Regions from separate parts of the Mus musculus genome. Here all the other regions are linked to region 4. Evidence: chromatin contacts called from public Hi-C, HiChIP or PLAC-seq, Micro-C and promoter capture Hi-C data. All regions are on one chromosome and are shown on one strand. Each heading gives the region's core, a stretch centred on a gene start, on an enhancer-like site or on the middle of the called end of the contact. The rest is flanking DNA. Distances are from core to core; before and after follow the strand shown. Region 1 has its middle 71 kb from the start of Gm36855. Region 2 holds the start of Mcam (melanoma cell adhesion molecule). Region 3 has its middle 9.8 kb from the start of Trim29. Region 4 holds the start of Nectin1 (nectin cell adhesion molecule 1). Region 5 has its middle 62 kb from the start of Gm36799. Region 6 has its middle 31 kb from the start of Gm36799. Region 7 holds the start of Oaf (out at first homolog).

The links. Promoter capture Hi-C pulls out the DNA fragments that hold promoters and counts their contacts. A called contact is a pair of places that touch in the nucleus more often than the background predicts. HiChIP or PLAC-seq counts read pairs in DNA pulled down with a chosen protein or histone mark.
Region 1: a Hi-C map of the N1E-115 cell line shows a contact between it and region 4, with 5 times the contacts expected there. The contact joins the enhancer-like site here to the promoter of Nectin1 in region 4. A contact is called at or near these places in 2 of 39 promoter capture datasets (embryonic stem cells and hippocampal neurons), 1 of 484 Hi-C or Micro-C datasets (the N1E-115 cell line) and 14 of 115 datasets of contacts at active chromatin or transcription factors (embryonic basal ganglia, embryonic forebrain, embryonic hindbrain and 7 more).
Region 2: a contact with region 4 is called in a Micro-C map of embryonic stem cells, with 2.1 times the contacts expected there. The contact joins the promoter of Mcam here to the promoter of Nectin1 in region 4. A contact is called at or near these places in 1 of 484 Hi-C or Micro-C datasets (embryonic stem cells), 1 of 115 datasets of contacts at active chromatin or transcription factors (the NIH/3T3 cell line) and 1 of 9 other capture datasets (pancreatic islet).
Region 3: an H3K4me3 HiChIP or PLAC-seq map of bone marrow-derived macrophages shows a contact between it and region 4, with 2.8 times the contacts expected there. The contact joins the enhancer-like site here to the promoter of Nectin1 in region 4. A contact is called at or near these places in 1 of 39 promoter capture datasets (liver), 1 of 15 datasets of contacts at CTCF or cohesin (the NIH/3T3 cell line), 15 of 115 datasets of contacts at active chromatin or transcription factors (the SCID.adh cell line, bone marrow-derived macrophages, differentiating embryonic stem cells and 8 more) and 1 of 9 other capture datasets (embryonic stem cells).
Region 5: an H3K4me3 HiChIP or PLAC-seq map of forebrain shows a contact between it and region 4, with 6 times the contacts expected there. The contact joins the enhancer-like site here to the promoter of Nectin1 in region 4. A contact is called at or near these places in 1 of 39 promoter capture datasets (hippocampal neurons), 10 of 115 datasets of contacts at active chromatin or transcription factors (VIP interneurons, craniofacial prominence, embryonic basal ganglia and 7 more) and 1 of 9 other capture datasets (embryonic stem cells).
Region 6: a promoter capture Hi-C map of hippocampal neurons shows a contact between it and region 4, with 6 times the contacts expected there. The contact joins the enhancer-like site here to the promoter of Nectin1 in region 4. A contact is called at or near these places in 3 of 39 promoter capture datasets (cranial neural crest, hippocampal neurons and liver), 1 of 484 Hi-C or Micro-C datasets (nephron progenitors), 14 of 115 datasets of contacts at active chromatin or transcription factors (craniofacial prominence, differentiating embryonic stem cells, embryonic basal ganglia and 10 more) and 1 of 9 other capture datasets (embryonic stem cells).
Region 7: a Micro-C map of embryonic stem cells shows a contact between it and region 4, with 4 times the contacts expected there. The contact joins the promoter of Oaf here to the promoter of Nectin1 in region 4. A contact is called at or near these places in 2 of 39 promoter capture datasets (hippocampal neurons and liver), 6 of 484 Hi-C or Micro-C datasets (adipose-derived mesenchymal stem cells, embryonic stem cells and liver), 11 of 115 datasets of contacts at active chromatin or transcription factors (the SCID.adh cell line, astrocytes, embryonic forebrain and 6 more) and 3 of 9 other capture datasets (adipose tissue, embryonic stem cells and pancreatic islet).

Annotation. Positions count from the first base shown.
Region 1 is chr9:43,447,948-43,452,157 of GRCm38.p6, forward strand. No RefSeq gene overlaps it. Among named protein-coding and RNA genes, the nearest start is that of Gm36855, 71 kb to the right of the region's middle. Within about 2 kb of position 1,849, at least 2 of the 459 cell types and tissues checked have an H3K27ac peak or open chromatin away from gene starts, as enhancers often do. A contact at or near this core is called in the N1E-115 cell line, where this site is marked.
Region 2 is chr9:44,132,417-44,136,725 of GRCm38.p6, forward strand. Mcam (melanoma cell adhesion molecule) reads left to right here and starts at 2,242. Exons shown (of 16, transcript NM_023061.2): 1 at 2,242-2,340; 2 at 4,102-4,232. The coding sequence starts at 2,274. It overlaps Gm10687 (predicted gene 10687), which reads right to left and starts at 2,069. Exons shown (of 2, transcript NR_152189.1): 1 at 1,945-2,069.
Region 3 is chr9:43,299,012-43,302,878 of GRCm38.p6, forward strand. No RefSeq gene overlaps it. Among named protein-coding and RNA genes, the nearest start is that of Trim29, 9.8 kb to the right of the region's middle. Within about 2 kb of position 1,585, at least 22 of the 459 cell types and tissues checked have an H3K27ac peak or open chromatin away from gene starts, as enhancers often do. A contact at or near this core is called in bone marrow-derived macrophages, where this site is marked.
Region 4 is chr9:43,742,255-43,746,421 of GRCm38.p6, forward strand. Nectin1 (nectin cell adhesion molecule 1) reads left to right here and starts at 1,700. Exons shown (of 6, transcript NM_021424.3): 1 at 1,700-2,468. The coding sequence starts at 2,390. It overlaps Gm46108 (a long non-coding RNA gene), which reads right to left. Exons shown (of 4, transcript XR_003948147.1): 3 at 3,062-4,167.
Region 5 is chr9:43,417,538-43,421,901 of GRCm38.p6, forward strand. No RefSeq gene overlaps it. Among named protein-coding and RNA genes, the nearest start is that of Gm36799, 62 kb to the left of the region's middle. Within about 2 kb of position 2,989, at least 5 of the 459 cell types and tissues checked have an H3K27ac peak or open chromatin away from gene starts, as enhancers often do.
Region 6 is chr9:43,386,212-43,390,492 of GRCm38.p6, forward strand. No RefSeq gene overlaps it. Among named protein-coding and RNA genes, the nearest start is that of Gm36799, 31 kb to the left of the region's middle. Within about 2 kb of position 1,395, at least 5 of the 459 cell types and tissues checked have an H3K27ac peak or open chromatin away from gene starts, as enhancers often do. A contact at or near this core is called in hippocampal neurons, where this site is marked.
Region 7 is chr9:43,236,871-43,241,191 of GRCm38.p6, forward strand. It overlaps Oaf (out at first homolog), which reads right to left and starts at 2,946. Exons shown (of 4, transcript NM_178644.3): 1 at 2,437-2,946. The coding sequence starts at 2,703.

The DNA.
Region 1 (4,210 bases), core at 599-3,098, 290 kb before region 4:
ACCAAGCAACAGAATTTAAAGTTATAAAATGCATCATCAGTTATTTCAGTCAAGTCGTGTGTGTGTGTGTGTGTGTGTGTGTGTGTGTGTGTGTGTGTGTGTGTGTGATCAGCGGTGGCAAACTGTGCTGGCTAGGTTTTTGCCAACCTGGCACAAGCTGGGGTCATCAGGAAAGGGAGGATTTCAGTTGAGAGAATGCCTCCACCAGATTGGTCTGTAACTAAGTCTATGGGGGCATTTCCCTGATTAATGAGTGATGTGGAAAGGCCCTGCTCACTGTGGGTGGTGCCATCCCCAGGCAGGTGGTCCTGGAAAAAGGCAAGCTGAGTGAGACATAAGGAGCAAGCCAGTAAGCAGCACTCCTTTATGGCCCCTGCTTCAGCTCCTACCTCTCCGCTCCTGCCCTGCTTCTGTTCCTTCTTTAGCTTCCATCAGTGATGGACTGAGATAGGATCATACAAGTCAAATAAACCCTTTCTTCCTCAAGTCGCGTTTAGTCGTGGTCTTTATCAGAGGAACAGAAGACCTAATTAATACATCAACTCTGTATGTGGAAGCATGTTCGTTTCACATACTGGCTGCTGTTCAAGAAGGCTGGGGACATCCACCCACCTAGAGACCTCAGTAGGTATGCCTCTGGAGCCAGGAGTGTCCTCCATGCATACTGAGCCAGTATGTGTTCTAGGTTCCCAGAAGAGAACAGAGAGAATTGCTTATTGTCTGATCCTGAGTTCCCAGGTGCCCCAAATGGGTCCTAATTCAAGATTTAGAGACAAGGAGAACATAAATCTATCCAGCTCTGGGGCCAGAGGAGGGTAGATGTTGGTGTTTGCTCTTTAATCAATAGCATTAGGCTTTTGGATGGATGGGTCTTAATTTGATAATCTCCCCGAGGAGTCATTGCTTTTGACATGGATGTATTACATGGTTTCCTGGCTACCAGGGAGACTGGGCCAGCTTCCCAGTGGAATGGGATTGTTTCTCTCTTATGTTCTCTTTGTTTCCGGATCCAGCAAGGGGCTTGGTTTGCATCACAGCTTCAGAGATTTAAAGCAGGAACAGATCTCAGTTAGTTCTCATCTCTGCTCCCAGAAAGACCACACAAGGTTCTGGTATAAACCATTCTCATCAGGTGAAAACAAACGCTCACTGCGTCCAAAAAGAACCAGATGTCTCCTTATGGGTTGGCAGTGGGACACTGGCACTAAGGGTGAACTGCGGAAGGATCAGCGCCACCCCCCTCCTCAGACTGAGTCCAGGCGAGGAATGGGCAGACAATGTCCAGTCAGCTCTCAGGATGAGCTCCTCTCTGACAGAGGGCTCCACCCTGCAGCTCCTCATTCCACCACTACTAAAGTCATTCTCTATTTTCCCCACTGAAGTGTTAGCTTAGCAAGAGCAGCAACAGGGCCTTTTGGATAGCCACATCCTCTGCTGTATTATCGGTGTACAATCAATATGTGAGTGGACAGTTGGTGCTTCAGATGGGGGGGGGGTAGGAGGTAAATATTTAGGATATATAAAGGACCACAGAAATTAACATCTCACCTCGAATCTTCTAGTCAATATGTGTGTTAATGAATATGATAGATACTAAAAGTTCTTAAGCGATGGACCACAAATGATCAATAAATATATATAAATGTTCAAAAATCTTTAGTAGTCAGAAGTCTGTAAACATGCCAATAATTATGGCAAGTCCTAAAACTATTTGAGATTCTATCTAATCCTAGGAAGAATGGCTATGATTGACAGAGAGAGAGAGAGAGAAAGAGAGAGAGAGAGAGAGAGAGAGAGAGAGAGAGAGAGAGAGAGGTGAGGCAAAAGAAGCCTTATTCATTGCTAGTGGGAGTGTAAACTGCCACAGTCATTATGGAAATCAATGTAGGAGGTTCTCCAAAAACTAAAACTAGATCCTCCATAGGCCTTGCTGTAGTATTCCTGGGTGATTACAGAAAGGACTCTAGGCCCTACCACAGAGATTCATCTGTGTTCATTGCTGCATTCTGCACAATAGCTAAGAAAGAGAACCAACTTAGATGCCCATCAACAGATAACTGGGCAAAGGAAATATACACACACGCACACACACACACACCTTTATTCAGCCATAAAGAAAAATAAATCATGCTACTCATAGGAAAATGGATAGAACAGGAAATTATTATGTTACATGAAATAAGCCATCTTTCTCCCCTATGTAGACGCAAGATTTGAGTGGGGGTGGGGGAGAGGGCCATACGGAGGAGTCACAGGAAAAAGGGACAAACAGGAAGAAGAGGGAAGGAGAGGAAGGATTGTGACAAGGCCACTCTGAGGCTTGGGGAGCCGACTCAGCAGTGAAGGGCAACTGCTGGTCTTCTGGTGACCCTCAGTTCAGTTCCCTGCACCTACACCAGGTGGCTCACAATCCCCTGTAACTCCATCTTCTTGCTTCTCTCAGCATGTGTGCAAACACACACACACACACACACACACACACACACACACATTGAAAGGAAGATGTGCCATAATGAAACCCATTCCAACACAGAAGTCATACAAAGAAAATTAAATTTAAAACCACCACTAACAACAAAACTGGGAAAAAGTACAAAGTAGACATGTAGTTTCCTAAATCTGTGGTTCAAAGATTCTATCCTAGTTGTTTTAAACAGTTTTTACCTGACATTTGGTTCTTACCAAGCCCCGGGTCCTTGTCTGTGAAATGGACCCTTGCCTGTAAGGCTGCTGTGAATAATTCCTTATGCAAGGTGATACTTGTGGGCACTGCTCCCTAAACTAGCACACTGTGTAGATACGGGGCACAGTAGAATTGTTAAATGTTTGGTCTTCATCTAGTATTCATCGTTCTCTTTCAGTTGTCAATCATAACAGAAGACCCCAGAGAGAGCTTTGTGCTCAAGGCCTGCGCAATTGTCTCTTCCTCCACTTGGGACAGTGACTACTCCAAGAGCTGAGCACAGGATCCTAGAAGAGCTAATTAGAATTCTTCTTTAAGAACTCTGTTTGTGTGGAAGGGTGGAAGATTAGGGGTGAGCTGTGACTCAGAGTAGTTTAATCATAGTAGTTTCTGTCAAGAAGGAAGAACAAGAAACTAAGATAAAATAAGACTTTCTTCAGATGAAAACAGAGACAAACAGAAGACACAGGTCTCTCTCTAGCCCCAATGGCTGGCTGGATACATATATCTCTTCCTTTAGACTTTAACACTATAAGCTGTCTTCTTTAACACATAAACCCACATTTTGCTTAGAGTCAGGTTTTAGCCATAGCCAATCAATCAGTCATTCTTTGTCTTGTATTTATTAATTTAGTCTCTGTGATGAATTCATTCAAAGTTTATTGAACATACACAGCATTGCTATGAAGTAGAGGATTCAGCTCATCTTCCTGGGAGAGCGCTTCTAAGTCTCTGGGATTTTCCAATGATGGCAAATTCATGTTTCATATTTCCCTTTGCTATTGACAGGTACCCTGGATCACCTCTGAGTTCATACTGAGATGACGGAGGAAGGGGCTGCTTAGCCTGCAGACCTGCTGTGTTTAGAAAGTGGGGCTCCAAGCGAGATCATCCAACTTGACCTCCACCTGGGAGCATAGGAGCTGGAGACTGATGTAAGTTCCTTGGCCAATAGCACAACCAACCACGCCTATGTAATAAGGCTCTGGGAAGAATTCTGGATTCCAGAGCCTAGCACAGCTTCTTGGTTGACAACTACTTTGATGCACCAGGAAATATGTCCCAGTTGTAGGAAGAGAGGATAGGGACACTCTGTAATGACCTAGGATCCCTTCCTTTGGCTGGTCCCAACTTTTATCTTCTGTCCTGTAGCCATATGCACTACACTTTGCAGAGTTTGTAGATCAGTCTAGAGAGTCACAAAATCTGATGGCATTGTGGAGACTCTTGCATTTGAGGACAGTTGACCAAAAGTGCGTGTGTGTGTGTGTGGGGGGGGGGTTGTTGTCATTTGAAGAGGGAACAATCTTCTTGGAAATTATGCCCTTGCTCTGTGGACTCTGTGTCAAGCAGTCAGTACCAGAGTATCTATCTCATTATAGTATTATAACCATGGCATGGGGGACCCAGTCATTCCACCATATGTATCTATCTGAGAGACAGATGCATGGGTTTTCACCAAGTAAGAGACTTTTGTAAGAATGTTTATAGAAGCCTTGTTATTAATAGCTCTGGACCAGAAATAAC
Region 2 (4,309 bases), core at 992-3,491, 390 kb after region 4:
GTCTACCTGGCACAGAAATGTGCTACTTTCAGGTTTGTGTTCTTTTTGATTTTCCTAGTAAGCTAACAGCTCCTTACACAGAAACATGGGAAAGACTGAAGTTCGGCTCAGGACAGAGGAACATCCTTTGTGTCAGCAAAGTCTGCTGAGAACGTGTTTTGTGTACTTGACACAGAATGGGGATGGGGGGCAGTAACGCCAGAGGCCTCAGCACCATCCCAGTAACTTAGGGAGATGCCACCGTAGACTTCCAGTCCTCAGGTTAGTGCCGAATTCAGGGAACGGATGCCTGCCTGTGTGGTCTTCATTTTTTCAAATGGTAAGACACCAGTGGGTGTCTTCAAAAACCCTAATAGGAAACGAGACAGAAACAAATGATGAAGAGCTTGCTCTGGGCCACCAAGCTCTCAGGACCCAAGTTACTATATAAAGTGGCCATAGGGGCCAGACCTTTTTTTTTGTTTGTTTGTTTTTTTAAGACAGGGTTTTTCTGTGTAGTCCTGGCTGTCCTGGAACTCACTCTGTAGATCAGGCTGGCTTTGAACTCAGAAATCCGCTTGCCTCTGCCCGGCTGGGGCCAGACCTCTTAAAAGTATAGTCTGTTTGTTTGCTTTGGTTCTGTGCACCAGGAAGGCTGGGATGTCACCCTGAGCTGTAATCTTATTTCCCTTTCACTGCAGAAACGACTCCTTCAACCCCCACCTGGCATCCATCTAAGAGGAAGAATTCAGAACCGACTGTCCTTGGTGGTTAGCTGCCTTTCTTTTCAGACTGCCAGAGAAGAGGATAAGTTAATGGTGTTAAATGAAGAAACAGGGAGGGGGTGCAGCACTTGCCCTGCCTAGCCAGACAGCATCCTTTAGCCATCGCTGCAGAGAACAGGCTTTTCTTCCTATTTTGCTCTGGGCCAGGGGCCAGGGGCCAGTGCTCCTCAGTTCACTCTGGAGGGCAGAGGAGGCAGGGCCCTCTTCCTCTCTCCCATCAAGAGCCCAAGCCTGAGGCCAGTCGGCATGGCTCTGTCTGGAGGCTAATGGCCAGGGAGGAGGGTCAATGAGATTTGAGTGATGAGGTAGATGTGATTTGCCAGTCATCTGAGTCATCAGAACACAGCCCAGAGCATCCTCTCAAGTCACCTGGCCATCTCTGGGGTTTGCTGCCTCAACCCTCCTCCCTCTCTCCAGCAGCGGCAGAAAGGCTGTTTGTTCCCTGTGGGGTGACAGACCCCTCCCTGGTGAGAGTCCCAGCCAAGGGTGAAACCCTTCCTGAAGCTCTGGTGCTAGAGCCTTTTTGAATCTAAGAGTCCAGAAGACCCAGGGAGAAGTTGGGATTAGAAAGGATGGAGGCTAGGGCTCCTGGCACCTTTCTGTGTGGGAGACTTAGGCTTTCAGTAACCTGAGGCCGTTGCCCCGTGAGAGAGTTGAGGGGTGGGTAGGGAAGGCAGCTTTCAAGCATTAGAGAGAGTAATAGGTTTCTGGGAGACAGGCTGTAGACTCCCACATCCGTTAGTATTAACTTTTCCTCATTGAGGTGAGGGAAACCGAGACAGAGACCAGAAGACAAAAAGGATTATCTGGGTCAGGGCGTGGACCATGGGCTTGTGAATTCAGACCCCTTCCTCCCTTCTCTAGGGTAAGAGGGACTTGCAAGAATTCGAATATGAAAAGATAACCCAAAAGGCACCGTTTCCAACTCTCCCGCCCCCTTGCAGGCACCCCTAGGTCTGTGGGACCTGGCACAGTTCTTCCTCCAAGGCTGCCAGGCCAGCGAAGACTCTGGAACAGTGCCAAGCCGGCAGCCGCCGCAGTGAAGCGGTCATTCCAGAAGGCGACCAGGGCCAGCTCCATGCCTCCACAGCAGGGTAGAGGAACCTGACTGAGAGTCCTCTATCAGGGATACCTCTCTGTTGCTCCTCTGCTAGAGGGTCCCCGCTAGTAGTGGACAAACCTGAGCGAGCGCTGCTACTGCGTCCAAGAGTCTACAGCGACCGGGCCAGCTTCTGCCGCCTCGGCCAGTCATTCGAGCCCCAGGACACCTGTCATTGCTCCTTCAACCTTTCCAAGCCAGAAAACGGGAGTTAGCCTCTAGGCCTGGATCGGGGAGCAGCAGCTCGCAGCCAGCGCGCCGGGGGCCCGCCCCCTAGGGCGCGGGGAGGGGGCGGGGGGCTACGCGGGGCGGGGCCGGGCGGCGCCCGGGGTCCCCTCCCCCGCCCCCCTGACGTCAGCCCCCGACAGCGGCGAGTTCCTCACTTGGCTCGCGCCCTCCGTCGGGGAAGCATGGGGCTGCCCAAACTGGTGTGCGTCTTCTTGTTCGCTGCCTGCTGCTGCTGTCGCCGTGCCGCGGGTGAGTTCTTTATGTTGAGGGGGCTGTGGGGGGCCCGACCCGCGTCCCTCAGAGCCCAGGCGTTGGGAGTTTGGGGATGTCTTCGACGGAGCCGGACTGTGCCGCCTGAGTGTACCGGAGATCAGAGCTGGTAGCAACGTAGAGTCGGGGCTCTGCACCCCAGTGGGCGCTCCTTCTTGCCAGAGTCCCCGATTTCCAGGCGCCCCGCGTGCGTGCAACTTCTTTGCGGGTGTGCAGCCTAGGTTTTAGAGTATTCTGGGAACGGACTAGTCGGGTTGCTGCAGCAGCGAGCGGGAAGGGGTGGGGCCGAGCTTCTGCAGGACGCTGGGCCCGGCCTCCCGCAGGTGTTCGCTCTGGGTGCTGGATGCTGGGTGCTGGAGTCCCGGCAGAGAGGCGCAGCCGGGGCGCATCCCCAACCCGTGCATCCCGCGCCCGCCTGTTGCTGGAAAAGGCAGTTTCCCTAGCTGGAGGGGGCCGCCGACCCCTCCCCCTCCGCCTGGGCCTCACGCCAGTTTGGAGGTGAGCGAGGGAGGAGGCCGCTCCTGCTGGGGCTGGGCGTTGGCAAGGGCAGCGGGTGGTGTGGGTCTCCTTGCGCCTCCGGGTTTGACGGGATTACAGGGGAAAGACAACAGATGGAGAAGTTCTACAACAGTAACAGCTTCTGTGGTCCACTAGAGTCAGGTGGAGAGAGCCTGGCACCTCGGAGCTTTCCTTTAAGCCATCGAGTAGACATGCTTTCCTGGGTCCGGGCTTCCCTTGTAGGGCACACGCAGCGGTGTCGTGTGTTATTCTTGGCTCTTTCTCGCGTCTCAGCCACTGGTCAGGCTGGGGAAGGGGAGGACTGGGCATTACCCACTTCTCTGGCCTCTTGCCCAGTGCCAGCCACGTCCCTGGGGTACTCCAGTCTAGTGCCTCCCAGACTGACCTTATTTCTGGGGAAAGGGCTAAACCCAGCTAGGCAATCGCAGCACAGAAAACTCAGTTTCGCTCTGCCCTGCTCTTCTGGCCCTTAGAAAGCAGGGATTCAAAGTTCCTGCTGTTGGTAGAAGGCTATTCCCACCTTCCCTCCAGTCTGGAAGCCACACAGTCCAGACATCCCAGGGTCCAGGCAGATTGTGCTTAGTGACATCACCTCTTCTAAGAGCTGGCAGCATGCTGGCACCACTGACGTCACTCCTGCCCACTCTCTGGTTTTTGACCTAACCCTTGGCGGAGACTGACCCCTCTAGACTTGGATGGGGTCTTCAGATTGTATTGCAGCGTTTCTTGACATGCTACTGTGGGAACATAAATCATAGCCTCTGGCTAGAGTTGGCTCACTGTGTCTTCCAGAGGATTTGGGGGACAGAGGGTAGAATAGTGACGTCTTCGTGGAGGGGGGGCACACAAAGGGGCCTGTGTGCCCCAGCCTGGCACATGCCTTACATTCCCCTAGTCTGAGCTCACCAGGACTAGGAAGGGGCCCAGGAGCAAAGGGGCCTTCATCTTGGCCCAGAGCCCATGTTGCTCTTATCTGTCTCTCCACCAGCTTCTTCTAAGATATACCCAGTCACTCTGTCTGTGTTTCACTCCGTATTACACTGGGAGAGGTCTGACCCAGGTTGGGGGTGTGGGCTTGGTGAAGTTGAGGGTAAGGAGAGGGTAAGGCCCTCCCCAGACCCTTCAAGTGGGACAGCTGCAGTGAACCAGGAGAGGGGAGGGGACCGGACAGAACACCTGGAGCTGACAAAGCTGCCTGGGCATGCCCCTCTCTTTCCCCAGGTGTGCCAGGAGAGGAAAAGCAGCCAGTACCCACGCCCGACCTGGTGGAGGCAGAAGTGGGCAGCACAGCCCTTCTCAAGTGTGGCCCCTCACGGGCCTCAGGCAACTTCAGCCAAGTGGACTGGTTTTTGGTGAGCGCCTGGACTTTGGAGGGCAGTAGTTGTGTGGGAAGCAACTGTCTCTCTGGCAGGTAGCTCATCTCTCAGCT
Region 3 (3,867 bases), core at 335-2,834, 440 kb before region 4:
GCCAGTCTCATGCATTAATAATATTAATAGTAAGAAGCTTAAGAAGCCACATAAGGAGCTATGGTGATAGCTCTGTAGAGGGCTCACCACCTAAGGGTGAGGCCCTGCATCTAGGCTCCCAGCACCCACGTGAAGACTGGGTGTGGCTATGCTTGGCTGTAACTCCAGCTCCAGGATGCTGAGAGGATCTCAAAGGTTCACTGACAGCCAATCCGGCCAATCAGTGAACTCGAGGCTCAGTCACAGACTGACCCTGTCTCAGAAAAGAAGGTGAAGCACCATCCAGGAAGACACCTGACATTGACCCTTGGCCTTCGCATGTACACACATGGGCACATACACCCTCACTACCCACCTGCATGCATCCACATGAACTTATACATGCACCACATATGTAAAAGTCAAGTAACTGTAGTGAAAATGGGTAAAAGAGTTGAAGAGAGTCCTCACACACGTAGGGAAACGTATGCACAATATTCACATGAAACACTGGGTGACATCATTAGTCACTAGGCAACTATGAGAGATCACCACAGACCTCCTGGCGGCTGCGTTGAAAACACTTATAGGGGCTGGAGAGATGGCTCAGTGGTTAAGAAAGAAGGCAGGCTGCTCTTGCAGAGGACCCTGGCTCACTCCCCAGCACCTGTATGATGGCACAACTGTCTGTGTAACTCCAGTTCCAGGGATCTGATGCCTCCTCTGGTCTCCTCCAGCACCAGACATACTATGGTACATAGGCATACATGCAGGTAAAATGAAAATACGTAATATTGCGGGGAGGAGGAAGAAAAAGCCTACGATCAACAAGAAGTGGAAGAAGCCACAAAAGCTGGATGCATACACACCACTGTTGGAATTTCACATAGTGCAGCCACATCTTAAAAAAAAATGGACTCTTTCTCCCTTCCTCCTCACTCCTTCCCTCCCTCCCTCCCTCTCTCCCACCCTCTCCCTCCTTGTCTCCCTCCATTTCCCCCCCTCCCTTCTTTTGTCCCTCTCTCCTTCCCTTCCTCTTCCCCCACTTCCTCTTTCCCTCCCTCTTTCCCCTATTTCATCTTCCTTCCCCTTCCTTCTTCCCCCTTTCCTCCTTCCCTCTTTCCTCCCTCCCCTTTTCCTCCCTTCTCCCCCTCCCTCCCTCCCTCCTTCCTTCCTCCTTCTCCCATCCTTCCTTTCTTCTGATTTTCCTCATTTATTTCTGTGTTGTGCACACACATACATACAAGCATGCATGCATGAGCAAGAACATGCATAAGAGCACTGAAAAGCGCCACAGTGTCCATGCAGGGGTCAGAAGACAACTTGTGGAAGTTACTTTTCTTTCACCACTTAAGCCTCAAGAAACAAACTCAGATCCTCAGGCGTAGGGGCAAGGGCTTTTCCCTTTTCCCGCTGAACCATCTGGCCACCATAGTTTTGTTTACAGTTAAACACACATACTCCACTCCTGGGTATTTATTTACCCAGGAGAAGTGAGAGCCTGGCCAGAGACAGATATGACAGGGGCCTCATACGCTGTAGTCGTACACTGGAAACAACCCAAATGGCCACCAGCAAAACTCGGAGATGAATTGCAATGCTCACATCCAGAGGAATAAAAAGCCACAGACATGAGACGGGTGAGTCACCGAGACGTGATGCTCAGACACAAAGCAAGCCCGTGAGAAAGCTTGCTGTGTAATTCTGCTTTCTCCAAGATCTAGAGGAAGCAAAGCGAAGAAATGAATCCATCGTTGGAGGTGGTGTTAGTTTGGAGTGGTGGTAGCCTGTGGGATTACCTGGGAAGGAATGAGAGAGAATTTCCCAGTAAGATGTTAACGTACCGTGTTATGACAGAGATGTGGGCACTGGGATATAAACACTTATCAGCACCACGCAGCTAATATTTGTACATTTGACTATGCAAATTTTCTTAGAAAAGCCATGTCAAAAAAAAAAAAGCATACAAATGGAGTGTGTGAAATCATAGCGAGAATGGCATACTGTGATTGTCGCTGGAACCGGTGATGGGCGCACAGGGCTCTCAATTAGACCATTATGTTTACTTTGTGTGTTTTTCAAGTTTCCCATAATAAAAAGTGAAATAAAATAAAGGGGAAGAAAAGGATAATTGCACCTTGAGGGGCTGTTTCGAGTTCCTGCGAAGGTTGGGGAGGGCTTCGAAGGCTGTGGAGTACAATCTGAGGTCTGTGCTCTCCGCGTGTGATCTGCTCTCCTCTCCTCCCGTCAGGATCTGCTGTAGCCACCGCTTCCTTCTTCTTCATCTTCTCCCTTCTTCTTCACCCTTCCTGCTGAGTTCTTTTCTTTTACCATTGCTCCTCCACCCCCTCCCGTTTCTCTTCTCCACCTTCTGTTTTTCAGAGACAGGGTCTCCTCACTGTCTAGCCCAGACTTTCCTCTCTATTCCAGATGTCCTCCTGCCTCAGCCTCTCCAGGGCTGAGATTACAGGTGAGATTACCTTACACTCCTTCCCCTAGTTTGCACCTGCCTGGTTTCTGCTTTGAACCTTCACTGCCCTTTCCCTATGGCCCTTTGTCCACCGGGTTGACAATTTGGGGGGTAAACAATGGAGAAGGGGCTTGGGACCCCTTTGAGGTTCTGCTTTCTTTCCTCTTTGTCCTTTGCTCTCCGTGCTCCTGAGTCCTCCTCTAGAAGAGGCTGGTGACACTCTTGACTGAAAGCCAAGCACACCTGTGACAGGATGGGCAGGCTGTGCAGCTGGCCCTTGTCACCTCTCTCTGGCTTTCCCCAAAACTCTCAGATTAGGGGAAGTCTGATTCTGGCTCCCAGCCCTAAGACCTGGCTCACCTCCCTGCAGAAGGCACCCTCCCTACCCCACCCAACTTTGTACCTCAATCTGGCTTCTGTTCAGACAGATGTGGGTGACATTCTCACTTCTCTGTCAGCACCCCAGCGCTTGCACCCTGATTCTTTTCTTGCCGGGCATCAGCTCGGGGCGGTCTCATGAGACGCTGACCCTCTGCATTCACTCTTGTTCTCTGTTAACCACCTATGAGCTCAGCAGTGTTTAATGAGCACCTATTATTTGCTAGGCACTGTTAGACCCTGTGGTCATAGCCATCCACGGTAAGGGAGGTAAAATAAAATGCAGGGTGTATGGTACAGTGTTGCCAAGCTGTGGGCCACACAGAGGACTCTTATATACAGCATAGCTTGGGGAGGTAGGTCAGGCCATGCTAGACAAAACACCCATGAAGCTAAGACCCAAAGTAGGTGAACAGGCCTGGACACAGCCTGTGAGGCAGTGGGGTTAGCTCTCCTGGGCGGGGCTCCCTGGGAGCTGCAGGCAGTGCAGGTGTAAAGGGAGGGTCAGGTGGAAAAGAAGCCTGTGATGCCCACACAGCCTCCCTGCCAGGAGCTGCCACAAACCGGCCCATCCTTCCTCAGCTAAGCCACCAGTGTCCTTGCTCACGCAGATATGGCCTTTCCTGGAGTGGTGAAGTAGAACTGGTACCCAACCTTCATTCATCTCCTACAGGGATGCCCCCATGCCCTGACCCCCATCCCCCAATCCCTACCCCCATCCCCCATTCTCCCAACCCCTCCCACCCCACCCTGCCCCACCCCACCCCACCAAGCCTCTGGCTGGGCAATGACTCAGGAGGAGCTAGCCTCAGTGTCTGACATGTGACTCCTGCCTCTGCCTCTGTGCCTCACTTGCTCCTCTGCTCCCTGTGTCTTCTGGGGAACTCTGTCTCTGTATCTGGATCATGTTTTTGATTGTGGCTCTGATGCCAGTGCTGGCCCTGGGTACAGCAGTCTCCCTAGCTGAGCATATACCCAGGTAGCCAGGCCTTGTTGGAGCCTGACGCTGACCTCATAGATACCAAAGGTACCTCTCTATC
Region 4 (4,167 bases), core at 450-2,949:
TGCTTAATTTGACAGGGCATCCTCTGGATTAAGACCCTCCCGTGGCTACCTGGCATGAGTCTGATTTCAGGCTTGACCTTACCGCAAGCTCAGGCAGGGTTAGAACCAATTATTTATTAGGCCGTTTCCTAATACCCAGCTGTTGCTCTCTTTCACAGTTTTCCCTGTGCTGACCTCTACTTTAAATCCAGTATCTTGAAGGATGGTCTGTGCCTGACAGACACCTCCAGTCAGCCCCTGTTGCGCCCCTTACCACAGAAGCCTTTCAGGTCCCTCCCAGCCCAGGCTAACGTAGATGTCCTGAATCTGAAAACCCCCACAATGCCGTGCTGCGGTGAGTGATTCTATAGAACTTCTGTTTCTGTGTCTCCCCCCCCCCCCCATCCCCACTAGACCCCGCTCCTGTGGGGCAAGGACCAACTATGAGACCACACAATGCATTCCCAAGTCAGGCGGTAGTGTGGTAGACAGTTTGTCCTGAGTTACACGGGTGAAGCATAAAAGGATACAGAGAGCATTCCTTTTGAGTGGAGTGACTTCTTTAGCAGGCTGAGCCCGTGGGCCCAAGAGTGGGAAACTGTCCCTCTCTTCCATTGTCCTGCCCCTCCCATTCTCCGAAAGGAAAATTTACATTTTATCAGAATTTGGCGCTACCCCAAGCCTCTGTGCCCTTGGGGCTGGGCTAAGGGCAAAGGGCAAAGTGGGTGTGGTCTGCTCAGCCCCGAACGAGGGAGTTCTGTTCTCTTGACTGGGAAACCCTGTCTGTCTGCCTCTCCTAGTCCAAGGATGGGGACAGAAGGTCCAGGCTTCAGGCTGCTAAGGGCCCCTCGGGCTCAGTCACCTTGGCAAGAAGCCACCCGGATGTGGTGGGTGGCGAACAGGATGGGGCGGAGAGTCCTGGCCGTTCTGGGACACCGACTGGATGGGCCACTTTCGCGGGAATCCCGCAAACCACTCAGAAACGAGGTGAAGGCAATGGGAGCCCACTTGGTTTGTCGCTCTTTGGGGAAAGCAGAATGCTTCGATTTCGGGACAAGGACCCCCTGAAGGCAATAAGGATTAAAGAAGACCCACTAGAAACCTGAGTGCCCTGATCTCTCACCCACTAATGTCTTGTCTTGCCTCAACTCTTCACAGCTTTCGCGGTTGGTCCTCCGCAAAGCTGTTTCCGTCTGGTGTCCAGATCTTGGGGAGCAGAAGCTTTGGCAACAGTTCTAGCCTGTGCTCTGCTTCTTTCTGCCACTCTCCATGCCCTCCTCTGGGCCTTTGTTTCCTCATCTGCGAAATGGTCCCAGGGTCGGACCAGAGAGTCAGAAAAGCCCTCGGAGCTCGGACAATGCCAGATCCAGCGTTCACACGGATCCCTACGGCAGCCCCCCTCCTCATCTTAACTCCACCCCTACCGAGCAGCTTCTCCCCCTTGCCGGCCGCTAGGGGTCACTGCCTCCCTTTGTCAGCGACCGAGGAGGGCAGCCCGCCCTCCGGCCCTTTCCACGACCGAACGGCGACCCAAGGGGCATCTTGCTAGCTTGGGGCCCTGAGCCGAACCCCACGGCCACGCTCGCAGCCACAGCTGCTTAGGACTGGGAGGTGCGGCCGCGCGGGCGGAGGCCGGGCCAGGGCTGGGCCGGGCGCGTGGGAGCCAGGAGGGGGTTAATGCTAACCCCTCCCCCCGGGCTGACATCACGGGAGAGCGGGTGAGAGGCTGGATCGGCGAGTGAGAGAAAGAGAGGGAGAGGAGAGAGCGCGGCTCGCCTCGGCACCGGGGCAGCTCCACATTGTTGCGGATCGCCCGCACCGAGCGCAGCGGCCGCGGTGGGGACCCGTGGCGCACCCGGCTCGCTCCCCTCGGTCCTCCGAGACCGTGCAGCCCCGAGCCCCGCGGGCAGCTGGCCGCCCTAGCCGCACACCACCGCCTGGGCCCCGAGCCCTCCGCACCGCCCGGCCACCCTCGGAGAACAGCCGGCCATGGACGCCTGCAAGTTGGAGCCGAGCGGGAGGGTGTGAGCGCGCCCAGGGCCGGGAGCCTGCGCCGCGCTAGCCCGGTAGCCGGGCGCGCCGGGGGTGGGTCCCTCTCCCCAGCCGGGCTTTGCGTGGAAGAAGAGGGCGGGGACCGGGGCGAGGAGAAGAGCGGAGGAGGCGAAGGGGGCATGACTCGTGCAACTTACTGCGGGCATCTGCCGAGGCTCTGAGCCGGCGGCAGCCGGGGACCGGATTGCGGCCGCGCGGATCCCACCCAGCCCACCCCGCCCCGACCGACGGCTGCGGCTGACCTGGATCCTCCGAGCGCCCGCCAACCGCCAGCGATCCGCCCTCGTCTTCCAGACTGGTTTCTGGAGCGCGAGGAGCGCCCTCCTGGCAGCCCCTTTCGCCGGACCCCCACCCCCCGATGGCTCGGATGGGGCTTGCGGGCGCCGCTGGACGCTGGTGGGGACTCGCTCTCGGCTTGACCGCCTTCTTCCTCCCAGGTAAGGCGATTGCCTCTGCCTCCCTCCATAGCCCCCCACCCAACCAGAACCTCCCCGGGACTTGGAGCTGGATGATGGGCAAGGCTACGGGTTGTAGGGAGCGAACGGAGCCAGAAAAGTTGGGTCACGCTTGGATAAGGGGGGGCAGGAGGTGGCACCGTGGAGAAAGGGGTTGAGAAGCCCAACAGCCTGCCCTGCAGGGTAGCAATCGGATGCACGTCTCTATGTAGCAAGAAAGCACTTTCTCCGCTCAGTTCTTCACAAAAATAATAATATGTAATAGGGTTCTATTTATTTAATAACCAGTTCTCAGCTCGAGAAGCAGTTTGGAAACACTGCGTGTTACATAAATGCAAAATAATCACCGTAATCACGGGCTTGGGGTATGAGACAACAGCCCCAGGGGGAGGGCGTCAGTCTCCTAGCTGGTGGGCTGTGGGCTAGGAGAGTGGCGGGGGTTGGGGGCGACTTCATTTCTTTTGGCGGCCTCTTGTCAGATGGTTTCGGGCTCATGGGGGCCCCCTCCTGCCCCACATCGCCCCACAGCGGGCGATCGGAACCTGCTCCTGCGGCACAGGCAGCTTCTTACTCACCTGCGGTTCCTTTTCTGGAGGGTGAGGTCGGGCCGCCTAGGGATCGCAAACTCCGGGCCTTGCGCGGGGCTGGGCTCCGTCTCGGAACTCCACTTCTAAAGCGGAGGGCTCTCCCAGGAGGAAGCTCCACGGGCTTCATGCCAGCCAGGTGGCCGCATGACCCACTTTCCCGGGAGGCCCCGAGGGTGTCCCGCGTGTCTTTCCTCGAGGTGTGAGCTGCCGGCAGAAGAGGGGTTAACTCCGCGCCCGACCCTGGGGTGGCCCATATTGGCCTATTCTGACGGATGGGGTGGGGGCGGGCGGAGGCTAGGACGGCCCAGGCATATTGTGCTGGGGAATGAACTGGAAAATGCGTTTAGGAGGCAAATCCTACCGAGTCCCCTCGCCTGGGTTTAACCCCTTGGGTCCCTGGGGAAGCAACTAGGCTGCCAGCAGGACACTAATTCGGGTCAAAGTGGGGAGAGTATCTCGCTAGCCAACTCCCCCGTCCCCCGTAAAGAAACCTGAGACAAGCTCTTGAGATAAGATGGGGTCTTGGAAGGCTTGTTTCGTGGTCGTCAACTCGGGGTGGCAAAATAGGGGGCTGGAATGCAGACAGAGACTTCTGGATTATTAAGAATATTGGATTCCCGGCCACTGTGATTCTGCAGGCTTGCCAGGCAGTTTGGTAAGGAGAGGTAGGCCTGCCTGTCCAGGTGTAGCTTGGACTCTCTCCTGGATGGCAAGAGCCTGGCCTCCTCTGCTTCCCTTACTGCCTCCTCCTCCTCCTGCTGCCGGCCTTCTCCGTGCTGGGGCGCTGCACCTCTCCAGCAGTGGTGGATGTCAGGAAAGCAGTTTGGGAAAGCCAGTACCTAGGCCAGTGTGGAGTGCTCCCCTCTTGGGTGTCCCAGGAAGGGACATTCCACATCCCTTTCCACTTCACAGGGGCATGCTGAACCCGTGGGGGCATGCTGAACCCGCCGCCACTGTGGTCTGGGTGAGAGTGACAGCCAGTCGGCTACTTTCTTGCTGATAGTGTTAAGTGCGGTGCACACAGAAACTCAGCCTCTGAATTTACATGGTCAGCATAGGCTGAACTTCAGAACGCCTTTTAATTCCCTAACTCT
Region 5 (4,364 bases), core at 1,739-4,238, 320 kb before region 4:
TTCCCAATTTTTCAGCGAGTGTCTTTTTTTCATGCCTAGTCTTGTTCTAGAAAAGATTTAATGGGACTCCTTCCCTCACCTGCTATGGCTGGTTCCTGGGGCGCCAGAGCCTGGGGGAGGAAGGGACCTGCCCATAGCCAAATACGCATGCCCCTAGCAGGGCTGGCCATGCACAGATTTCTGGTCACATCAGGCACATGAATGGGTAGATTCATCATTTATTCAGATTTGATTTCTGGCTCTGCTTCTTGTCTGATCTAGATCAAGTGCCTTAGCTGTTCTGAGTATCATGAGCCTCCGTGCCTAAGAGAGCATATTCCCCCACTGTTGAGGGAGGGCCGGAAGCCATGGTGGGAGCTCTTGGTGGCTGTGGCTCTTGTAGTATGCTGGTTGGGCATGGTTTATGTATGAAGATGTATGATATTCTTGCTTAGATGTCAGGCAGGGCAGAAAAGCCCCGAGGACTCCTTGAAAGACCAGGAGACCTCTCATAGGGACACCGAGTGAATTGGGAAGGGTAGATAATCAATAGGAACTTCTTCCAGGTACCACGGGGCTCTGGACCATGTAGATCGTGGGCATCACTCACATGGCAGAACACTGGCTCACAGGTCTTTTCATTCAGCCTAGCCTAGGATCATAGAATCCATTCTCCTGTGCCTGTCCCTCTCTGAGACACAGTTAGACACAGCTCAGTCCCTACCCCACTCCTCAATCACATCTCTAGTGACAGGAATCTCTGCAACCAGGTAATACCCAGCAGGGGGAAGAACTGGAGAGAGGTACCAACAGATACCTTCGGCTCTTATGTTCAAAGCTTTTGCTGTCTGAAGAGTGGGCTGGATGGAGAAGCCCCAAACAGGGTGAAGGCAGGGAATACATGGGTAAAAGATCTGCCAGGTTCTCTTTGTCCAAATCTAAAAACCCACAAACAGGAATTCCAAATGAGTGCAGCCTGGCGCTTGGCACTGAGCTGACAGGGGGAGAGATGAAATGTTATCAGATGGAGATCAGATGAGATGAAGGCCGGGCATCAGGGAGCCACACTGAACATGGAGAGAATAAGGGGATCCAACACCCATCGCAGAGCCATAGAAGGGTCTCAGAGCTCACCTGAATTGCCAGGAGGCATGACTAGGAGAAAGCCTTCGTGGCTCCCTCAGGACACAAGCATAGGTGGCTTGAGAAGTGTCAGGAAGCTTCCTGAAGTCATGATGCCTAAAATTCCATTAACAAAGTCTGCCTTTGGGCTAGGGAGCTCCTGAAATCAACAGGAGCCTTAAGAAGTAAGCAATGAAGCTGTTCACTCAGGCCCTCCATAGAGTCCCCAGACAAATGCTTCCCAACTCCCTGGTTGAACTAGGTCAGTCAGTGCCAAGCTCTGCAGACACCCCAGGAATAAGCTATAGCTTCTCTCTCTGCCTGTGTGTGGGGTGGGGTGGGGTGGGGTGGGGTGGGGTGGGGTGGGGGAGGCGTTAAACAAGGGATTGCAGTGCAGATGTGGGAGCCTGGCTCTCTTGTGTTCTGCAGCAGCCTGGGGCTAAAATCCAGTGGGGGAGAGGGCGCTGGATGGGGAGGAAAAAGGAAAGAGAATTAGGCAAAAGACAAGGCAGGGTGTAGAGGAAGTGGGGGGTATTCATCCCCTAAAAGCCTGCCAGTTACAAGGTGGCGAGGAGGAAATTTGACCTGCTGACCTGACAGGTGCTAAGGACTGCATCAGCTACCCTCTCTCTTTGATCCCGTGGTCCTGCTGATGGTGACTTTTGAGTGGACCTGCTGCTACAGAGGTCTCAATTTTAGGTGGCATTAGCATCTTTTGAGGTTGCTTAGATTTACCCAAGCTTGCCAGGACCTTGGGATCTCCCTGTCCATTATGCAAATATCCCTCCAGGTGACTTGGCTGAGGTGGCTTTGAGACCTGGGGTTCAACATCCAGGAAAGTGGCAGAGGGGAAGTGGAGAGGGAATTCGAGGAAACTAGATGTCTTCAAAGCTTTTAAAATCCCAGGACTTCTTTGTGTAACTACCCAGAATCCAAAGGAGTCCCCTGAGGGAATTCAGAACCTCCTACTGATGGATTAAATGAGATAATGCTACCAAGTGTGGAACATTTACACTGAGCTCAGTAAATATGCATCTTCCTTACTCCAGTACACCCTAGCTGAATTCTGCTGCTGCTGCTGCTGCTGCTGCTGCTGCTGCTGCTGCTGCTGCTGCTGCTGCTACTGCTGCTGCTGGTGTGTATGTGTGATCCTCACAGAAATATGGCAGAACACGTTCCAATATCTTCCAAGACAGAACAGGAGGGAATGGTGGAGATTGCAAGAGCCTTTGTGAGGTCTCTGGGCAATTTTTAATTCAAAACCAGTGGCAACATTGGTTTGCCTGTCTGGGGTAGAGGAGACTCTAAGCAGGTGAACCATCCAGTATTCAAAAGATGGGAAAGGTATCAAAGGCTCCAGAATAAAACTGGAGGTCGGGTGAGATAAGAACAGGGAGCGAAAAGGCTTTACGTTTCCCAAGAACTCCGGGAAATCATGATAGGAGTCAGCCTCTGCTCAGAGCATTGTGGACAGGCGTTTCAGTCCCAGCCTGTCTCTGTTCTGAGAGCTGAGCCTACCTCGAGGGGGGTGGGGGAAATCTCCCGGCAGGCATCTGTACTTTTGCGAGCAGCTTAATAGGATTTCAGTGGATCGCAAGTAGGGATCAGGACCGCTGCCTCTGGGGGGAGTTTGGGGTGGGGACACAGAAGGTGGGTTTTCGAGAGAGAGGGAACAGGGAGTCAGGGAAAGGATGGCATTTCTGCCTCACCACAAGGCTCCTGAGCAATGGCTCCAGCCAACCAGAGACAGAAAGCTCTGAACCTGTGGGTCAAATCAGCTTACTTCCTTTGAAGTTGTTCATGTTGGATGTTTTGTTCCTGTCAAAGAGGACCGGAGTCTCATTGTTCTCTCTGAACACCGTATCCATCTTGTTAGATCCACATACCCCATGTCATCCCCACACATTCCCAGGCCCTTGGCCCCGCCCACCTTGTCTTCAATGTCTTCTTCCCTGTCTGTGCTGTTCAAATCTCTCCCTTCTTCCAGCTCCACAGCCTTAACGACACTCTCCTCGAAAACTTCGGCACATGCATTATTAGTTTTTGTTTGTTTGGTTGGTTGGTTTTGGCTTTTTGTTTTTTGGAGGTTTTTTGTTTTTTTTTTTAATTTTAGTCTCAGAGATCCTTTGTGGCAGAGTCTATCCCTGAAACTTCAGCTCAAATTCTCTTAGCCAGGATGAAAGCTGGCAAGACCCTGAAATCCTCCTGTTGCTGCTTACCATGCACAAGACACCTGGCTTGTTATGTGTGTGCTGGGATCTGAACTCTGGGCCTCATAGCTGTGCAACAATCACCCTTTCTGCTGAGCCATCTCTGAGGCCCCTTAGTAGATTTCTGGAGAGAATGTGGGCATGGAGCAGAAACCCATCTATCAAAGGGTTGTAGCAACTCATTTGATCCTCATGCCTATGTTATAGGTAGGGGCTACTCACCCATTTTACAGGTGAGAAAACAGACACAGAAATGGAGGGTTTAATTGCTCCCCCATGTTCACATAGAACCAAGACCTGAACTCTAGCAGCAAAGTTTGATTTTCCTGAAGCCGACTACCCCAGACATCTCAGGCACTGGGATCTGGAGGCTAAAGTTGGGGTTGGGCTTTTCTTGGGGTTCTGTCTCTCTTCTCCTCCTTCTCCTTCTCCTTCTCCTTCTCCTTCTCCTTCTCCTTCTCCTTCTCCTTCTCCTTCTCCTTCTCCTTCTCCTTCTCCTTCTCCTCCTCCTCCTCCTCCTTCTCCTCCTCCTCCTCCTCCTCCTCCTCCTCCTCCTCCTCCTCCTCCTCCTCCTCCTCCTCCTCCTTCTTCTTCTTCTTCTTCTTCTTCTTCTTCTTCTTCTTCCTCTTTTTTTTTTCAAGACAGGGTTTCTCTGTGTAGCCCTGGCTGTCCTGGAACTCACTCTGTAGACCAGGCTGGCCTTGAACTCAGAAATCCACCTGCCTCTGCCTCCCAAGTGCTGGGATTAAAAGTGTGCACGACCACCGCCCGGCTCTGTCTCTCTTCTTATCCCATCTTTTTTAGTATAGTCCTTATCACATGTATTTGAGCTTGTCCCCTGTGTAATTGATCTATCACTCACACTGGAATCAGTTGGGCATTAACATCAAATATTTATTTAAAATTTTCCTCTCATGTCACCATTTTCAACTGTCGGCTGTTGAAATCCTATGCTTTTCTGTCTCTTTGACAACATGTTGAGTGGATTTGATAACTTCTTCTCAGTTAATAAATAAATCAAGTTTCAGATTCTAGAATCACAAGGGATTGTAG
Region 6 (4,281 bases), core at 145-2,644, 360 kb before region 4:
CATGGCAGAGCTGGGACTTGGATCCACGTCTGGAGGTTTGGTCAGCCTTCTCCCAGGACAACGCAGCTACTCCCCAGCCCTTGGGTCTTGCAAAGTCAAACACACACACACACAGAGAGAGAGAGAGAGAGACAGAGAGAGAGAGAGAGAGAGAGAGAGAGAGAGAGAGAAAGAAGGAGGTAGAGAGAGAGGGAGAGAGAGAGGGAGAGAGAGGGGGAGAGAGAGAGGGAGAGAGAGAGGGAGGGAGAGAGAGAGGGAGGGGGAGAGGGAGGGGGAGAGAGAGGGAAGGAGAGAGATGGAGGGAGAGAGAGAGGGAGAGAGAGAGGAAGAGAGAGGGAGAGAGAGAGAGACAGGGAGAGAGAGACAGACAGTCACAGAGAGAGAGAGAGAGGGAGGGAGAGAGAGATTGAATTCTCCCTGCTGAGAAACAGGATGAGATCCTTTCTCCATTTTTATTTTAAAAAAATCTTAATCTGCTCTTTAGTTAAGTATTTAAATTGTGTGTGTGTGGGGGCGGGGAGTGCATACTCTCCTGGTCATGTTTATATATACATGCATATATGTTGTGTACATGCACTTTGAGGTCAAAGGCAAACCTTGGGCATTGTTTGTCCAGGACCCTCTATCTTGGTTTTTGAGAAATGACTATTGAGACAGATATGGGGCTCATTTTCCAGTCTCAGAGCTCTAGACAGTCTCCTGCCTCCGACCCCAGAGCGCAGAAACCCAAGCCTGAGCTCCTGGCTTTTTATGTAGGCGCTGAGGGTTGAACTCAGGCTCTCCTGCTTGTGTGACAAGGACTTTGCTGACCGGCTCATCTCCCCATCTTCTCTCTGCCATTTAAAAATGGCTGCCAGTCTCTACTGTGATCTACTAAGCCTTTGCTGGTCTTTAAACGGAGAACTGGGCTGGTGAGATAGCTCAGTGGATAATAAAGGCACACGCTGCTAAGCCCAAGGATCTGAGTTCGAGACCCAGAACCCACATGCTAGAAGAGAAGAACTGACTCCTGTAAGATGTCTTCTGACCCCTTTATGTGCCTCCCCTCCAAAATAAACACATACGTGTAAAAAAAAAACCCAGAACAATTTCAAGATCATAGGACCGGGAGAGCACCAGGATCGGTGTCCCCCGGATCCTGCGGAGGGTAAGAGGCTAGCTTTGGGAGGGTGCCAAGCCCCCATTTGTGAAACTACAGCTCATTGTAACACGAGCTTCAGTTGTTCCTATAGATAAAGCGGGCTGGCAGATAGTCTCCAGGTAAAGCCAGGCTGAGCTTGTACTATCAGTGGTGCCCTAGAGTCTTCCTACTGAAGGGCTAGTTACTGTTGGCTCTGGGAACACATGCGGGCTTTCTGCTGGGCTGTGTGGGGGTGAGATTGCCTTCTGTCTTTGCAGTCTTAGCGCAGAGCCTGTGAAACACACCACCTTCTGCTTTAATGCCGTCTCAGTAAGAGCTGTCTGTCTCCGCGACTGACCTTCGTAGGGGGCTTTTCTACAGTCCCCACTTTAAAACGGTTTTGCTTTTAAATTCTGCATCCCCAGCCATCCTCCTGGCTAACCTTCCACCCACAGGTTTCCTGTCTTCTTAACCAGCCAGCCCTTCCTGCCTGCCTCCAAGGCCGCAGCTGCTTCTTGACTTTGGTCCCTATTGAAGGTGGTTTCTGCTAAGAATTAAACCTTGTTGGCAGAGTATGGTGGGAGAGCAAAGGCCACACTGTGTGAGCAGATCCCTACAGGCCTCCTCAGCAAACTTTTGGCCCATGTACTCGATAAGTTAAAAAAATGTGAGTGAGGGGTAGGGTACTTTTGGTGGACATGTGCCAAGTACCCCTGAGAAATCATACCATGTAACACATCTGGTGTAAGAAGTTTATTGGGGGGAAAGGAGAAGAGTGGGGACAGGGGAGAGATAGAGACAGACAGGCAAACAGGCAGACAGATGGACAGACGGATGGGCAGACAGACAGACAGATGAAGGGAAAGAAAGGGATCTGGGGTGGCTGGAGGCCCTTTTATCCACAGTACACACCTGGCCTACCCGATGGTAGCAAACGTTGACCTGAGCATCTGCTAAGTCCTTGGGAGCAGGCCAGTGGAATTGTCTGTTCGCTAACAGTACTGTTTCAGCGATTGGGTTGAGACAAGGTCTCATGTATCCTAGGCTGATCCTGAGCAAACTGAATAGCCCAGGCTGTCTATGAGTTTCCAATTCTCCTGTCTCTACCACCTCATATGCTGTGATTATAGGCATGTGCCAACACATTTGGCTTTCAGCCCCTCCCAAAAAAGAGACAGATTTATTAATTTTTGTCTTATGTGTGTGAGTGTTCTGCTTGTGTGTATGTGCACCATGTATGTGCCTGGTGCTAATGGAAGTCAGAAAAGGACACTGGATCCCCTGGTACTGGAGTTAAGAAGGGTTGTGAGCTACTATGTGGGCACTGGAAATGGAACCCAGGCCCTCTCTGAGAGAAGCACACACTGTTATCCACTAAGCTGTTGCTCCTGGCTTAGCTGTTAAAGGCTCACAACCACAAACACCCTCATCCACGTTTTAATTAATTTTATTTATTTTCTCTTTTTTTGAGACAGAGTCTCACTGTATAGCTCTGGCTGTCCTGGAAGTCTCTATGTAGGCCAGGCTGGCCTTGAACTCACAGGGATCCACTTGCTTCTGCCTCCTGAGTGCTAGGATTAAAGGCATGCACACCATATCCAGCCCTTCATTCACTTTTAATGTTGATCTCAGCAGGCCAGTTCTGGATCACAAGCTTGCTCTAAGGCTATCCCTGTTCAGAAGGCTTCAAAAGGTTCTATCTGCCTTCTAGACTTCCCTTCCTTTGTCTTCTGGTGAATGCCCCTACTCCTACGGGATAGTCCATCCCATGACATGTTCATTGGACATGGCTTTGCTCACTGTAAGGGACAAGGTCCCTAGCCTTTGAAAGCCAGCCCCAAACTGGGACTTTGGGTTCGCTCTATTGCCTGGGACTGAGCCCTGTGTCTCACAGCCTTCATCTCCAGGATTCCTGCGGGCCGTGTCTCCCTGCCAGGGCTGTGACAAGTTCTCTGTAATACACGGTTCTTGGAGGACCTGATTCATCTCCTTTAACCCACCTTCCTGACCTGCACCAAGTACAAGTAGCACGAGGCTGGTGGCACAGCTATTTAGGCTGGGCTAGCCTGGGACAGGTGAGGTACGACTATCTTAGGTCTAGGACTAAGAAGGCCAGGGTTTCCGATATGTGAGGAGCTTTGAGGCTTTCCATCTGCGTTGGCTGAGAGTGACCGACCCTTTTTCAGCTAATCAAGGGGTAGAAATGTAGCTGTCCCAACTGGACCACCCAGCGCAGGAGCCCCTGGTTCTCCGCTTTCTCTCCAGAGTAATAAACAGAGTCGTTACCGGTGCCTCTGGCAGCTTCCCAGGATGGCAGGTTATTTATATGCAAATTTGCCCATCTGAGGCTAGGGAGGCTCATAAACAAGATAACGGAGGCTTCTGTAGGAGCTGGACTGTGAGAGAGGGTGGGGAGAGGCCCTCTAGCTTCTGAGGGAGAAGTTAATATGGGATTAGCCACAACCAATTAGATGGTATCAAACCCAAAGGGATCCTGCAGTTTAGCTAAACTGAAGATGGGGCTGTGGGTAGAGGGAGGCTACGGCTGTCAGAAGGATCTGAATGTGGGCAAACCCTTCCCCAGAAGCCAGGCTTGTGTAGACGCTCTGTCCAACCCTCCAAATAGGGTGTAAATGAGGGCTTAGTTGTGGCTCAGTGGTAGATTATTCCGTAGTATCTGACATGCTTAAGGTCCTGGGTTTGATTCCCAGAACTTCAACAGTGTGTGTGTGTGTGTGTGTGTGTGTGTGTGTGTGTGTGTGTGTGTGTAGAGGTAGCTGGCACTAGTAGGCATAAAAGAGAATTTTGCTCAGTTGGGCAACAATACTGTGTGCCTCACGCATACACTGGTCCCTTTGGGTAGCACTCACGACCAGCACAATCCTTCTAACAGATTTTTAATATTAAATTTTATTTATAGTGTGTATGCATGTGTCAGGGCGGGGCCACACACCGCTATGGCACACACCTGGCAGTCAGAGGACAACCTGCAGGAACTGGCTCTCTCTACCATTTCAGATCCTGGGATCGAACTCAGGTTGTTAGGCTTGGGAGCAGGCACCTTTACCCACTGAGCATCTGACGAGCCTTTCCATCTCCTTTATCACTAATTGTCTCCTCCCCATCCCCATACCACAAGCCCTGGAAAGCCTTGCTTAGCT
Region 7 (4,321 bases), core at 1,696-4,195, 500 kb before region 4:
GATGGACCAGCTCACGGGCGGGCAACCAGACTTGCCTCCTTCGCTTTGTACCGTGTTCCTCAGTGGTGATCAGATTGCAAGCATCCACGGTCCTAAGAAGATTCAGGATTTTTTTCCCCTAAAGCAGTCCCTAATGGGTGTGGTGTACAAAACACAACTTCTGGGCTGTTTTCTATAGGAAATACCATTACTTCTATACAGAACTAACCAAGGCTTTGAGGGTAGAGGCCTTGACAAGTGAGCGATGGGCAGCATGGGGGAAGGACAGGTACAGAGTGGCTCTGGCCAATAGAGGCGACATGCTGGCATAGACTAAACATTGTCCTCCTAGTCTCTGTTTATCCCATTCCACCCTGGCCAGGGCCAAAGAAGCTCTGACAGCTGGCTTTCTACTTTCTGTGCCTTTACTGCCCCCCCCCCCCATGAAATTGGAGCTGCCAGGGGTAGATGTGAAATGCCAGCTCTGGGTCAAAGGCTAACCTGCAAACCCGACTTTGGAAAACTGGGTGAGAAAGGTTTGAGTCACTATGGGGATTAAAAAGAGCACTTGCCATCAACTCTGAATGTCCCCTCCATCTGAGCAACCAGATGTCCCCCTCCCCATACTCAGTCCAATCCCTAGTCTCCCACCTCCATGGCAGGCCACCACCCCATCGCAGGCTCTGGTGCTTTCCTCTGGTGCATTCTTTCCTGGTCGCCTTTCAGAGCAGAGCAATCACAACCCTTTGTAGCCAGAGGCTAGAAAAGCTCTGCTCCACTCCTAGCCTTTCATGCCCCACCCAGCTTGGCTATCAGACTTCGAGCCTAGGGATGGATAAATCTTTTTTTAAGGTTCCAGGGTGATCACAACACAGGGCTACTGGGCAGGTGGGTGGGACACTAACGGCACATTCTGTGACTGGCTTTTAGGTCAGAGGCTTAGAGGGGAGATTAGATACCCACTCCTGATTGACTCTGTCCAGAACACCATACATAAAATGTCCCTAAAGTTTGGCTGGATGTGCTGAGTGACCAGTTTCCCCTTCTCCACACACTGGCTCATTGGCCCTATTTGCATGTAAGAACCCAGTTTGGGCCTGTGTGGCAAGCACGGGCTACCATTCTGCTAAGTCCTTGGTCAGGATGACTCCCTGGGCCTGGGCTAGAACATCAGTCCAGGCTCACCTCTACTCTACCCAACACTGGATCTCCCTGGTACCTCTGATGCTCATGACAGTCTCACAGGATCCCTAGCTGGCTGCCCAAATTCTGCCCCCTCTCCCTCCAAGGTCTCCAAATAACTCTCAGTTTTGGAATGGAGGGGAGGGGAGAGGAGAGGAGGGAAGAGGAGGGATGGCTATTTAGTCCTGGATATTCGTCACTTCTGTTCCTCTCCCAAAGACAGAGGGGTGCAATGCCTCCTTTTAGGGGGAAGAGCTGAGAGTGGATGATTAGAAGACTCTCCTCCCCCCAACCATGAGATAAGGTCTCACTCTGTAGCTCTGTATAGCCTTGAACTTGTGTTCCTCCTGTCTTAGGCTCCTGGGATGACTGGGGTGGCATTTCACTGTCTTTTCTTTCAGAGATTTCTGTTGTTGGGTCACCGTCACTCAGCACCCTGGAGTTCCATTTCTGGATAACTCTAACATCTCTTCTTCTCTCCATACCACCACACCCACACAGAGACAGAGACAGAGACAGAGACAGAGAGAGAGAGAGAGAGAGAGAGAGAGAGAGAGACGGGACGGGAGGGGGGCAGCTAAACTGTGGACTTCACCAGCCCCTGTCAGGCATGGGCGGAGACACCGACCACCCTTTCCAACTGAGGGGAACCTCCCCTTTTCTCTCCTCCCTTCCCCCAACTCTGCCTAGGTCCTCTGGCTCCCAAGTAGTTCAGCCCTTCAGGTTACAGAGGAGAGCTGCTACCAGACTTGGGAGGGACCAAGGGCAGACAGCTCTGCAGGGAAAGCGATCCCGGAATGGTGCTCCAGGCTGGAGGTCTTGAAACCGCTTCCTTGCCAAAGAACAGCGGAGTAAGGGAAACTAACTTCACACCAACACAACAGGGAGAGCCCAAGGTCCTCTTGCCACCTGTGGATTTCCCCTTTAGTCACAGAGGCAGTGGCAAGAAAGGAGGCCTTGTTAACAAGAACTTTTGTCGGAGTGTCAGCTTGGAGTGCTGAGGAGGGAGCGGGCTTTGAAGCCGGTCAGTGCGTGAGAAGGGCCTTGGTTACTCAGAGCCAAGCAACAAAAAAGCTAGAGGGGTTCACGAAAGAGAATAAAGACCGGGATCTGGGTGCCAGAGAGTGGGCAGCGAGTTAGAGAGGTGACCTTGGGCATGTCACGTTCCCCTTTCGGCACTGCGTTTCTCTTCTGCGGGCTTGAGGGTTCCTGGGACGCCCGACAGCTTGCCCGCCCTCCGTGGTGGGTGGGACAGGACTCTTGATGGTACCTCACCTTCTTGAAATCCGCGATGAAGGAGATGAGAGTGCCGTCGGGTTTGCGCAGATCAAGGCTGATGCTGTCCGCGTCGCTGTCCGCCTGTAGACTCTCCTCGATCACCTGGCTGTCGGGCAGTCTCACTCGGACCCGCAGCTCGGCCGGAGCGCCGCTGCCCGCGCCCACGCCGTGCAGCGCCCCAAGCAGCAGCGGCGACAGCAGCAGCAGCAGCAGCGGCAGCGCGGGGCGCGCCGAGGGGACGTCGCGGCAGCCAGGGGGCCGCATCCCCGGGGCCCCCGGCGCGCCGCGTGGGGGAGGGGAGACGCGCCTACAAAGTTTGCTCGAAGTTGGGGGTCCGGTTCGGGGATTCCCGGCAGTCCCCTACTTCTAGAGGGGAGACTCAACCCGGAGGTTCCCCACGACGTGCAGCGAATTCACGTGGGCCGCGTACAGCCACGCACCCCGAGTCCCGGACGGCGCCCCCCGTGCGTGTCCCCTAGCCGCCCCGATTCCTGAGCTCCGGACTCCGTTCAGCACTTTTCATTCAATCCCACCCCCCGTCACTTCCTTCAGAAAACAGAAACCACCAGGACCTGCCTTAAAGAGACCGCGCACCTCTTGGCCCTTAAAGGGACCGCAGTGGCCCAGAGAGGGGCGGGGATTGGGGACCACGGGGCTCAGCCGCTTTGTGGTCTAGGCTGGCTTTCTCTGGATCCCTCCCTCCCGCCGCGCCCCGTCACCGGCCGGGCCTTGTCCAGAGTTTGCGCTCCGGGCAAATCCCTTCCTCCCATTAAGGGCGGGACGGGTGACTCCCCCGCCCCCTACACCCCTCTGGCTTGTTCTGGTGCCACGTGGATGAAATAATCGGGCTTGGGTTTTCAGAGGTTTTGCTTAGTCTTTTAGTTTCTCTGACACAGCGAATTTCTCAAAAGCGGCTGGGGGAAAAAATCAGGCCTCACCTAGCATTCTGGTCTTTTCCTAGGTCGGGGAGTGCAATTAGGGGTTGAGGGCCATCTGTGCATCCATCAGGTGTGAGCTGTTTTTGTAAGTGAGGCGGCCAATCTGGATGCGGCCATCAAGGAGCTTAACACTTTATGAGCCGTTATTCAGTTTTCTCTCCTGTGTTCAGTCAGCCTTTCTCCAGCCCAGCCCACCGCTCAGGGCCTCTGCTCTTTCCGATAACGGAAGCACCAATCAAGGGCCACAAAAAGACACTCCTGCTGTGCCAGAGACTCCAATAAGCTGAGTGAAGACTTGGGGAGCAGGATTCCCCTCTGGTTGGTGACACACAAGCATACTTTGAAAATTGTTTGAGCCTAACTGTCTGCTAGTGAACACAGAGGGTTGGGCGTCCCTGGAGATAAGGCCCCCTGGGCATGGCCAGGACCATTGTTTCTCCTGTCCATTGCCACTTCTGTTTGTTCCAGGTGCCCTGTGGTCTCTAGGGTCTTGATGACAGATGGTTGAAACTGTGCCTCCCCACTCCACCCCCTTCATCTTTCCTTCCTAGGGGATCTCTAGCACATGATCCACCCCCAACTAGCATGAGCCCGTCCTTTGGAACACATATAGGACTGAAGGGGACTTAAGATGTCCTCCATCAGCTAGAGAAAGTACCCAAGGAGCTGAAGGGATCTGCAACCCTATAGGTGGAACAACATTATCAACTAACCAGTACCCCCGGAGCTCTTGACTCTAGCTGCATATGTATCAAAAGATGGCCTAGTCGGCCATCACTGGAAAGAGAGGCCCATCGGACTTGCAAACTTCATATGTCCCAGTACAGGGGAATGCCAGGGCCAAAAAGTGGGGGTGGGTGGGTGGGTGGGAGGGTATGGGAGACTTTTGGGATAGCATTGAAAATGTAAATGAGGAAAATACCTAATAAAAAAATGAGAATTAA